Regions from separate parts of the Triticum aestivum genome. Here region 2 is linked to region 1. Evidence: chromatin contacts called from public Hi-C data. All regions are on one chromosome and are shown on one strand. Each heading gives the region's core, a stretch centred on a gene start, on an enhancer-like site or on the middle of the called end of the contact. The rest is flanking DNA. Distances are from core to core; before and after follow the strand shown.

What was found. A called contact is a pair of places that touch in the nucleus more often than the background predicts.
Region 2: a contact with region 1 is called in a Hi-C map of leaf, with 7 times the contacts expected there. The contact joins the promoter of LOC123105868 here to the promoter of LOC123105867 in region 1. A contact is called at or near these places in 2 of 5 Hi-C or Micro-C datasets (leaf and an unstated tissue).

What each region holds. Positions count from the first base shown.
Region 1 is chr5A:672,161,706-672,166,518 of IWGSC CS RefSeq v2.1, reverse strand. It overlaps LOC123105867 (protein CHAPERONE-LIKE PROTEIN OF POR1, chloroplastic), which reads left to right and starts at 2,202. Exons shown (of 3, transcript XM_044528032.1): 1 at 2,202-2,638; 2 at 3,487-3,841. The coding sequence starts at 2,330.
Region 2 is chr5A:672,348,954-672,353,821 of IWGSC CS RefSeq v2.1, reverse strand. LOC123105868 (CSC1-like protein At4g35870) reads right to left here and starts at 2,695. Exons shown (of 3, transcript XR_006451051.1): 1 at 119-2,695.

The sequences.
Region 1 (4,813 bases), core at 953-3,452:
GTGGAGATGCCGTACTTCCGGTACTAGGATCGGTCGGATCGTGAAGACGTACAACTGCATCATCCGCGTTGTCATAACGCTTCCGCTTATGTTCTATGAGGGTACGTGGACTACACTCTCCCCTCTTAGTGCTATGAATCACCATGATAGATCTTGCGTGTGCGTAGGAATTATTTTGAAATTACTGCGTTCCCCAACACTTCTTGCCGCATTCCGTAACATTTCGATAGCCTTTTCCGCAGTTCTTTTGTGGCCTTTAGTTTTAGCGAATCGCTTGGCAAATAATTTTATAAATACCCCCTACTAGGGTAAGGCGGAAGTTTGTAACCATCCTATCTAGTAATTGTAACAAAAATATGAAAACCTTATACCAACCGTGTAAGCTACGGATTTAGTTTGGCTCCAACAATTAAGCATGTCGGCTAACACGTGGATCTGTGTATTATACCAGTGTCAGTTCATTAAAAGCGGATATTACAAGAGGAGGCAACATATAAAATTATGTCAAAAAACCTAACGAGTGTAGACGTTGTAATGTTTGGCTCTAGAGGTGACATATATGCTTGAAGTGTTTGGTGTCTATAGAATGTGATTTGAGGGTATTCCTTTGCATGTTGTGCACTTTAGGTATACGTTTGAACCAACTTTCTCCAGGAATAATATGGACAACTAGGTATCTTTCTATCAAGTAGCACCGAATTTTGGTTATTGTTGTGTTGTCCTTTACAAAGGCTTTCACTGTTTCAATAGATGTTGCCTCGTAAAGGGGTATACATGTCAAGTCATCTTTTCTTACAATAGCGACGAGGTTGGATCGTGCGCCTTATGTGGGTGTGTTAGGTAACATAATAATAACAGAAAAAGACATTAGAACTCATATGTTACATGCCTTGGAAAGGGAAAAAACATGTGCTTTCACACTTCTTAATTTCATTTTTTTTGTTTTGCAAGGTTGTGTTACTCATTCTATAGTCTATAGTTGCCTCAAAAGGAGATAGCCACATGAATGTTGCCTCAAAGGGCTTCAAAGTCAAGATTACCCAGAAAGTGCACAAGCTTAGATTGTATATTAGAGGTAGTACCACATTTAGTTTTCTTATTAATTTTTTCTTGACCTACCAAAAGGTTGTGTAAAATGAGAAAATCTTCTCATACACAACTCCCACCGTCATACATTTTGCGCCAAAAAGCATGTTGTTTCTTGAGACACCAACGATGGACACGACAAAGGATCATACACATAAACCATCTACTATAAAACTAAAAATATGCGCCATCGTAGAAAGGAAAATAAAAGGGACAAGACACTATGTTATATCTTGGTACTCAATTAAGCATATTAGTTGATAAATATATACGCATGTTATATTAGGCGACAAACAAAGTTACATAAGATATACTCCCCTAACAAAAATATATGACGTTTTTGCAGTTCAAATTGAACTACAAAAACGCCATATACTTTGATATAGAGGTAAAAACTGCTTGTGTGTGTGGGGCGGGGGGGGGGGGCGGGGGGGGGGGGGGGGGTTACAATGGACTCCTCCATTCCCGTTAATGAAACTCAATATGTACATTGCATCAAAGCACACATGTTTCTCCCTAGCAGAGTGCTAAAAAACACCAAAAAAGAACATTGAACAACCACGAACCACACGTGCAGCACGTTGAGTCGTTTTACCACAAAACCTATCCAATCATTTGATCTTCGACGTATTCAAGCCTATCCACACGCGCGATCGTAGACCTCCTTGCCGCATTCCGCAACCGCCTTTCCACGGTACTTTTTGCGGCCTTTGGTTTCAGCGAATAGCTTGACAAATAATTTTATAAATACCCCCCTATTAGAGTAAGGGGGAAGTTTGTAACCATCCTCCCTTGTATTACTACCTGTGATGACTTTTATTAGTCCATAAATCTGCCCTCCTTCAGGCCTCCAATTTTGCCGTCTCAGCAAAACGACATGATATTATGGGACGAAGCAAGTATTATAATATAAAAACAACTAAAAAAGGAAATATAATGTACAAAAGAAAAAAAAAAGTTAATTGTCACAGATTTCGTGACTTTGAAATGATACCAACAAAATCAATCTTTATCCGAATAAATCTTCTTTTCGAAGCTTATCCGCCTCCTAGAAAAAGAATCCTCAGATTGTGTCCGAAAGCCCCCGACCCGAAGCCGTAGAAATTGGCGGCCGGACGGCCAAAATCATCATCACCCATTAAAAAAAATCTCAACGGTGGCATCCATCAGCTCCGCGGACAGCAGAAGCCGACGCGCACAGGCAGCAGAGCCAGACCACGCGAGCGCAGCCAAAGGAAGGAAAATGGCCACGGCCCTCTCCCTCGGCGGTGCCGGCGCCGGCGCCGCCGGCCACCTCCTCCGCAGGCGCCCCGCCTCCGTGGCCAGGTGCTGCGCCGCGCCCCGCCGCAGCTCCCCCTCGCGCCGCCGGGCCCCGACGCGGCGCCTGGCCGCCTCGCGCGCGGACGACTCCTCGCCGGCGCCCTTCGAGATGACGGTGGAGGGCGCGCTCAAGCTGCTCGGCGTCGCCGAGGGCGCCTCCTTCGACGAGATCCTCCGCGCCAAGAAGGCCGTCGTCGCCTCCTGCAAGGACGACCCGGACGCCGTCGCCCAGGTCCCTCCCCCTCCCCTCCCTCCCCCCAAACTTCTCCTCCACTCCACACCGTCCCCTCTCAACGCTCGCTTGCTGTTCAAGTGAATCCATCTTTGAAAGCATGCTTCGATTGTCCCCACAAGCTTGCTAATTTAGGACGACAAAGCCGCCTCAATCATCAAATTGGTAATGCAAGAATAGCTTTGTATATTATCTTTCAATATTTTGAAGCAAAATCAGGTTATAATCTAGTACTTCCGTACACAGCGAAGAAAAGCGGAGACCTGATCATCACTAATTTGGGCAGATTATTGGCGCACAGTTGTTCCCATGTGATGAATCGAGGCTGCTAAAATATGCTGCTTTTGGCATTAAGTGCGTTAGCTTATAGTGGTAGCACTATTTGTATATCCATGGATGGGCCATGGTGGAGGCGATCATATATGCATATCATATCAATATATCATGTGCTGTCAACTTTGGACCAGTGACTTGGCTTGGCCCGTAGGAAGGGAAGGAGTGTAAATTTCTGTTTCTTCATTTCGACAAGTTACCACTGCCTGGTTTTTCTACGCAATTTCGTGTGGATTTTTGTCCTTTGTAATAATAACCTTTCTTGTTCCAGCGAACTAGCTGTAATTTGTTCTTGTTTGCTTGTGCAACTTGTCTTCCTGATAAGTACTCTTGCTTGCGCCCATGCCCAATCTTTCAACTGTCTGTTTCAAGACTGAACTGGGGCTCTTAAAAGAAACAACAGGATCCTAAGTTGCTGGCAGCATCAATCATTGATGTTTTAACAGATTTTGTTGCACCCGGTATCAAAGGCATCCCGGATGCGTTGTTTGACTCCGTTTCATGTTTCATTTCAGGTCGAGGTTGCCTATGACATGCTGCTAATGCAGAGCTTATCGCGCCGGAGGGCTGGCAAGGTTGTCGATAGCAGCGTCCGCTACGCCGATGTGAAACCTGTCAAGACTGCAGGAACAGCACCGCAATGGATGCAGTCAGCCATGAAGAACGTGCCTCTCACATTGGAGGCCCCAGCTTCGAGCAGCTTGGGCATCCAGTCATCCATTTATGGTGCGCTGATGGTTTTCACATATGCTAGTGGAACCTCTACGTCTTTACCATCAGCGTACACTAGCCCTGATGTGCCTGGATTTATCCTAGCAACAGGATTCGGTGCTTCATTGTATTTTCTGTCCAAGAAAAACATGAACTTAGGTAAATTCTTCCACCAGTTTGTTATCGCTATTTTTTATAATATATCTACTCTGATGCTCTACATTTGGTACGGTTCGAACATGTTCTTAGTTTCTGTTCAACACTCTGTCTCTGGCTTCTGCATAAAAAACATGGAAACACTACTACAAACTACTCCTCTGTAAACTAATATAAGACTTTCTAGATCACTACTTTAGGGGTGAACTAATATAAGACTTTTTAGACCACTACTTTAGTGATCTAGAAAGTCTCTAAAAAGTCTTATATTAGTTTACAGAGGTAGTAGTTTTGAAGTTACAATACAACCTATATCACCAGTGGTGTTATCAGTTGCACAACCAACAAGATAAGGCTAGTTCTGCTCACCTGGGCGCATTAATTATTTAATTAAAGCATCTAGTGTTGTTATATCTGTGGCCTTAACTGTTATCTTGCCTTTAGAAGCAGTATTGTCATGGTAGTTTTCTTAGTAGCTGATTTTCTTCCTTATATATTTGCTCAGTTTACTTTCAGTAAAAGAACAACATTAGAAGCATGGAATGAAAATGCAATCCAAAAAAAGGACAGAACAAAGCAAATAAGAGGCACATGTATGCTAAGAAAGGCCCCTGCTCCAGTGCCAATTAATCCGTGTTGGCTGTAAGGATGAGTAGCAGAGATTGCTTGCATTGCATGAACTCATGCTGGCTACAGGGGTGGTTGGTATTGTTGTTATAGACTCATAGTTCGATGCTTGTACGTCTCTTGCACATCAGCTTTTTAGACTAGGTCAGCAGTTTCCCAAGATTGCATTGTTGTCGTGTAGTGCGCGCCTTGGCATTGTATTGCATGCTTTTTTAGACTAGGTCAGCAGTTTCCCAAAATTTCATTGTTGTCGTATAGTGCGCGCCTTGGCATTGTATTGCATAATTAAACCTGGTTCAAAGAGATCAATACCGTGCAGTGCTGAAAGTCTGTGTGAACTTCAAAGGG
Region 2 (4,868 bases), core at 1,446-3,945, 190 kb before region 1:
CCAGCTAGTAGAAAAAAAAGGAGTTAATCTACATCAACTATACAAAAGAACAAGAGAAGTACAATGTGAAGCTCTGGTGATAGTAGATGACTTTGAAATGAAACAAGTGTGTATTGACCTTGAGTTTTCTTCAGGATTGATACAGATTCCAATCCAGGTCAGGTTGTGAAAAAACTTCATAATCCGTTGGACCATCTACAAAGCTATTAACTGTCTGCATCCCTTCTAACAAGGACGGCTGGAAGCGATCACTTCCAGACGGCAGCAACTTATAGAACACTAACAGCCCAAGAGTACATATAGCCTGTAGCTTCATGGAATCACCCTGGACTGCGAAGAAGAGCAACATAGCAGCAAGAAAGAAGATGACACAGAATTGCATGATGCACAGCACCCTATCCATCAGCTTCCCATCATTGCCTGCAGGAAATCCTCTGACTCTGTACACGAACAGGAAATTGTACTTGTCCACAAGGTAACGGTAGCCAAAGTATACTGCACCGACAGGAACCACAAGCGGAGCAAACAGTGAGTAGATCATCGTGAGCGCGAATATTGTGATGTCAAATGCATAGTATTGTGCAAAGTCGAATTTCTGCTTTGGCATGTGGAAGCTCCGGTTTATTGGGTACATGGAAAGATCATGCCCCTCGAAACCATTCAGAATGTCACTGTCTTCTCTCTCAGACATTAGAGGCGATACCAGACCATTTGTTTCTTCGTCATTGTTCATAGATCTGTATTCCTCATTTTCTTCAGGGACCAACTGGACCATATCATTCTTTCTGAATTTCTTCAGTATATGCTTTATCCAAGGGATTGGAGCCAGCAGATCAAAAGATATTCCCAGAAAGGTGCATGTGATTAAGAACGCCAGGGAAGAAAGTGAAGATCTCGACAAGAATGATGGGCTCAGGTAATGTTCAATCTGCTTGCAATCAGCACTATCTAAGTAGCACCGTCCCATGCTAAGAATCCAACTTTCAAGCGACGATTCCACCAGCGCACGCAACAAGATGAGATTAACAAGGAAGAAGCAAACCATCTTCAGCAATGCAGCTCTCTGCTCCCCCGACACTGTCAGATGGAACTCAAACTTGGAGAAGTATGACAGTACTGATGGGATGATAATATACATGCTCACGAAGATGAGGACATTGGGTAGAAACTGAAAGATTATTGTCCAGAACCAGCTTGAGCCTTGAAGCCAAACAATCCATGATTTGGCACTATCCATAGCCTCCACATTGATGATCCGTGCTGCGTTTTGCATTCCACTGAGTATTGACAATGGTGAACTGAAGAACAGGAGCATTACAATGAGGCAGGTGTTAACCGCTATCCGTCGCAAGGCTAGTGAGGTCTTGTTCATCCCAAGGTGATTCCAGTAGATATCTGATGCTGGTGGCGCCCTCTCCACTCTCCATCGGCTCCTCTCAAGCTGTAGCTCCATCACTGGGAAGAACCTGCCAATGGGTGTCTTCTTCCTTTCCATCCGGAAATCTCTCACAGCCTTGTTTGCCGTGTACACATCCTTGAACACAACAAAAGCTATGCCAGCACCACGCGCACGCCCTTCCTTGTAATCCGACAGCCTGCTCCCAATCACGAGTTTCCTTGTCTGCAGCTTCCTTAGCCTCTCATCATCAGTAAACCCGAACCTCTGCGCGGTCATTGCCCACAGCTCTTTGCATCTCCTGACAAGCCAGTGCGCTTCTAACTGCCCCGATTCGTCCTGCACAAACTCGTCAAACAGGCTGCGGGCGTCCATCTTCGCCTCCAGCCAGGAGATCTTGTTCCGGACCTTCCCCCACTCGTCGGCGAGGTACTCCAGCGTGCAGAGGTCGAAGGGCACAATGACGCGGTACACCTTGCCGGGGTACTTGTGCTCGAAGTACTCCTTGAGGGGGGCCTTGTCGGCGGCGAGCGCCCTGGGGATGCCCTGGATCATGATGGTGAAGACGGCGACGGAGCTGGAGTTGGGGTCGCTGGGGTTGCCGTTGCCGTCGCGGAAGCGGGTGATGCGGAGGGCGTCCTCCATGCGGGAGATGCCGAGGTGCGCGATGGCGACGACGGCGGCGGTGAGGAGGAGGTGGAGCCAGAGCAGCGGGGAGGCCCTGGGGATGTGGGAGATGGTGGTGGCGGCGAACTGGTCGGCGATGGCGGCGTCCCCGGCGAGCAGGTTGAGCGGGAGGGCCGCGGCGAAGGCGGCGGCGGAGACGGCGGCGAGGACGAGGAAGGAGGCGCGCTCGAAGAGGAGGAACTGGGCGGCGTCGGCGCCGCAGTGGAGCGCGATCTGCGGGGCCGTGGCGTGGTAGACGGCGAGCAGCTTGGCGGCGAGCGCGGAGGGCCCCGGGATGCGGCGGTGGTCGAAGCGGAGCTTGACGAGGAGGAAGAGGAGCACGCAGGAGGCGGCCCCCACCGCCGAGATGTTGACGAGGTACTGGATGCTGCCGTACCACGCCTCCGGCTCCCCGCCCGCGGCGTCCTCCGGCGACGGCGCGCCCGGCCCCATCGGCTCGCTCGCCGGAAACCCTAGCTGGATTTCTCGCCGGCGGTGGAGATGCCTCGCCGCCTCCGTTGGTTCGTGGACGGGGGTGGGGGTGGGGGTGGGGGTGGGGCTGGGCGAGATCCCGACGGGAGGGGACGACGGGCGGGCTTGCCTACCCGTGCCGACCATACCCGCGCCGTGGTTTGAGTCGCTGCCGGGTGGGGACGGCGGGGAAACGTGTGCTTTTCCTTCTTGTGTCTTCCGGGAAACGGTGGCCGCGTCAAGAAAATACTTCGAGGTTAAGGTGACTAGGACTCATGTTACTTGTGGCCCACTTGTTAGTGAGTTCAGCTTTATTTAATGATGATGATATTTGTTTTGTATTACTAGTACTTGCTATAATCAAGGTTTGTTCCCAATAAAACTAGTAGGGTTTGTTGAAGTTGCTCTCAAAAGGAGGTTCTTCAATTTTGTCTAGTTTCACGGATGCTTATTCTTTTCTATTATGGCAGGGAGATTATAACGTGTAATAATTGTAACAAAAATACGAAAATCTTATACCAGCGGCATAAGCTACGGATGTAATTTGGCTCCAACAATTAAGCATAATGGCTAGGACATGGATCCATGTATTACATCAGTATCAGTTCATTAATAACAGACATTACAAGCGGAGGTAACATACAGAATTATGTCAGAAAACCTAACGAGCGCAGACAGTACAGTGTTTGGCTCTGAAGGTGACACGAATGCTTGGAGTGCTTGGTGTCCATAGAATGCGATTCGAGGGTATCTCTTTGCATGTTGTGCACTTTAGGTATATGTTCTACCCAACATTCTCAACGAATGATATGGACAACTAGGTATCTTTTTTATCAAGTAGCACGTAATTTTGGTTATTGTCATGATGTCCTTTACAAAGGCTTTCACTATTGCAATAGATGTTGTCTCATAAACGGGTATACATGCCAAGTCACTTTTTCGCACAAACGTAGTTGTGAGGTTCTTGGGGAAAGAACTCGTGCGTTATATGTGAGTGTGTTAGGTAATCTAATAATGGTGGAAAGAGATGTTAGAACTCTTATGCTACATGTCGTGGAAAGAAAAAAAACATGTATTTTGACAATTTCAATTAGTTGTCTTGCAAGGTTGTGTTATTCATTCTCTAGCCCATAGTTCTTTCGAGACATATATTTTTCATGAAAGTTATGTTACACCTAAAAAAGAGAGCCACATGAATGTTGCCTCAAAGGGCTCCAAAGTCAAGATTACCCAGAAAGGTGTACATGTTTACATTGTACAATAGAGGTAGTATCACATTTAGTTTTCTTAATTTTTTATTGACCAAAAGGTCGTAAAATAAATAAAAAATCTTCTCATACACAACTTCCACTAGTCAGACATTTTGCGTCAAAGAGCATGTTGTTACTTGATACACCAACTATGAACATGACAAATGATCATACATAAAAATCATCTAAAGCTAACATATGTGCCATCATAGAAAGGAAGAAGGGGGGCAAGACACTATGTTATAGTTATATTTTGATACTCAGCTAAGCATATTCGTTGATAAACATACACGCATGTTATATTAGGTGACAAACAAAAAAATACATAAGATATATAATAATGTCAAACAAAAAACCCTTTTGGGTGGCCAGCTATATCATCTGAGCGAGCAACCCACTCAGTTCAATCCTATCTCTCTCTCCGCATGTCGCTCCTTGTGGTCATGCCCGGAGTCATTGCACGCCAAGCTAGCTGGATGTATGAAGGGCAAAGCATTAGCACTCCAGTGGACGGAGCTGCCAATCATTGTGGAGTGCGACAGTTTGCAGGCAGTCCAGTTGACCAATGTACAGGCCAAGATCGCTCGCAATATGCCATGGTGGTCTCGGAGGTGAAGAGACTTATGGGTGAAAGGGAGTGTCGTGTTATTCATGGTGGCTCGTAATGTGGTCTGGCTCCGTTCTGGCCCTAATAATATCCCTAGTTTGTGTAGGTAGGAAATTATTTGCTCTTGAGTAATATAAACACCTTTTACCCCCCGTAAAAAATCCTCTCTTTGTCTCTCTTTATCTCTCTCTCTCTCTCTCTCTCTCTCTCTCTCTCTTTCTCTCTACATGGGTTCTCCCACTAGAGTGCTAAGAAACACCAAAATAGAGCACCGAACAACCATGAACCACACTGGGTTGTTCGTTTACCACAAAACCCATCCAATTGTCTAATATTCAACATGTTGGAGTCAACCCACACACACGATTGGAGACCTTCTTGAAGGAAATATGCCCTAGAGGCAATAATAAAGTTTTTATTTATATTTCCTTATATCATCATAAATGTTTATTATTCATGCTAGAATTGTATTAACCAG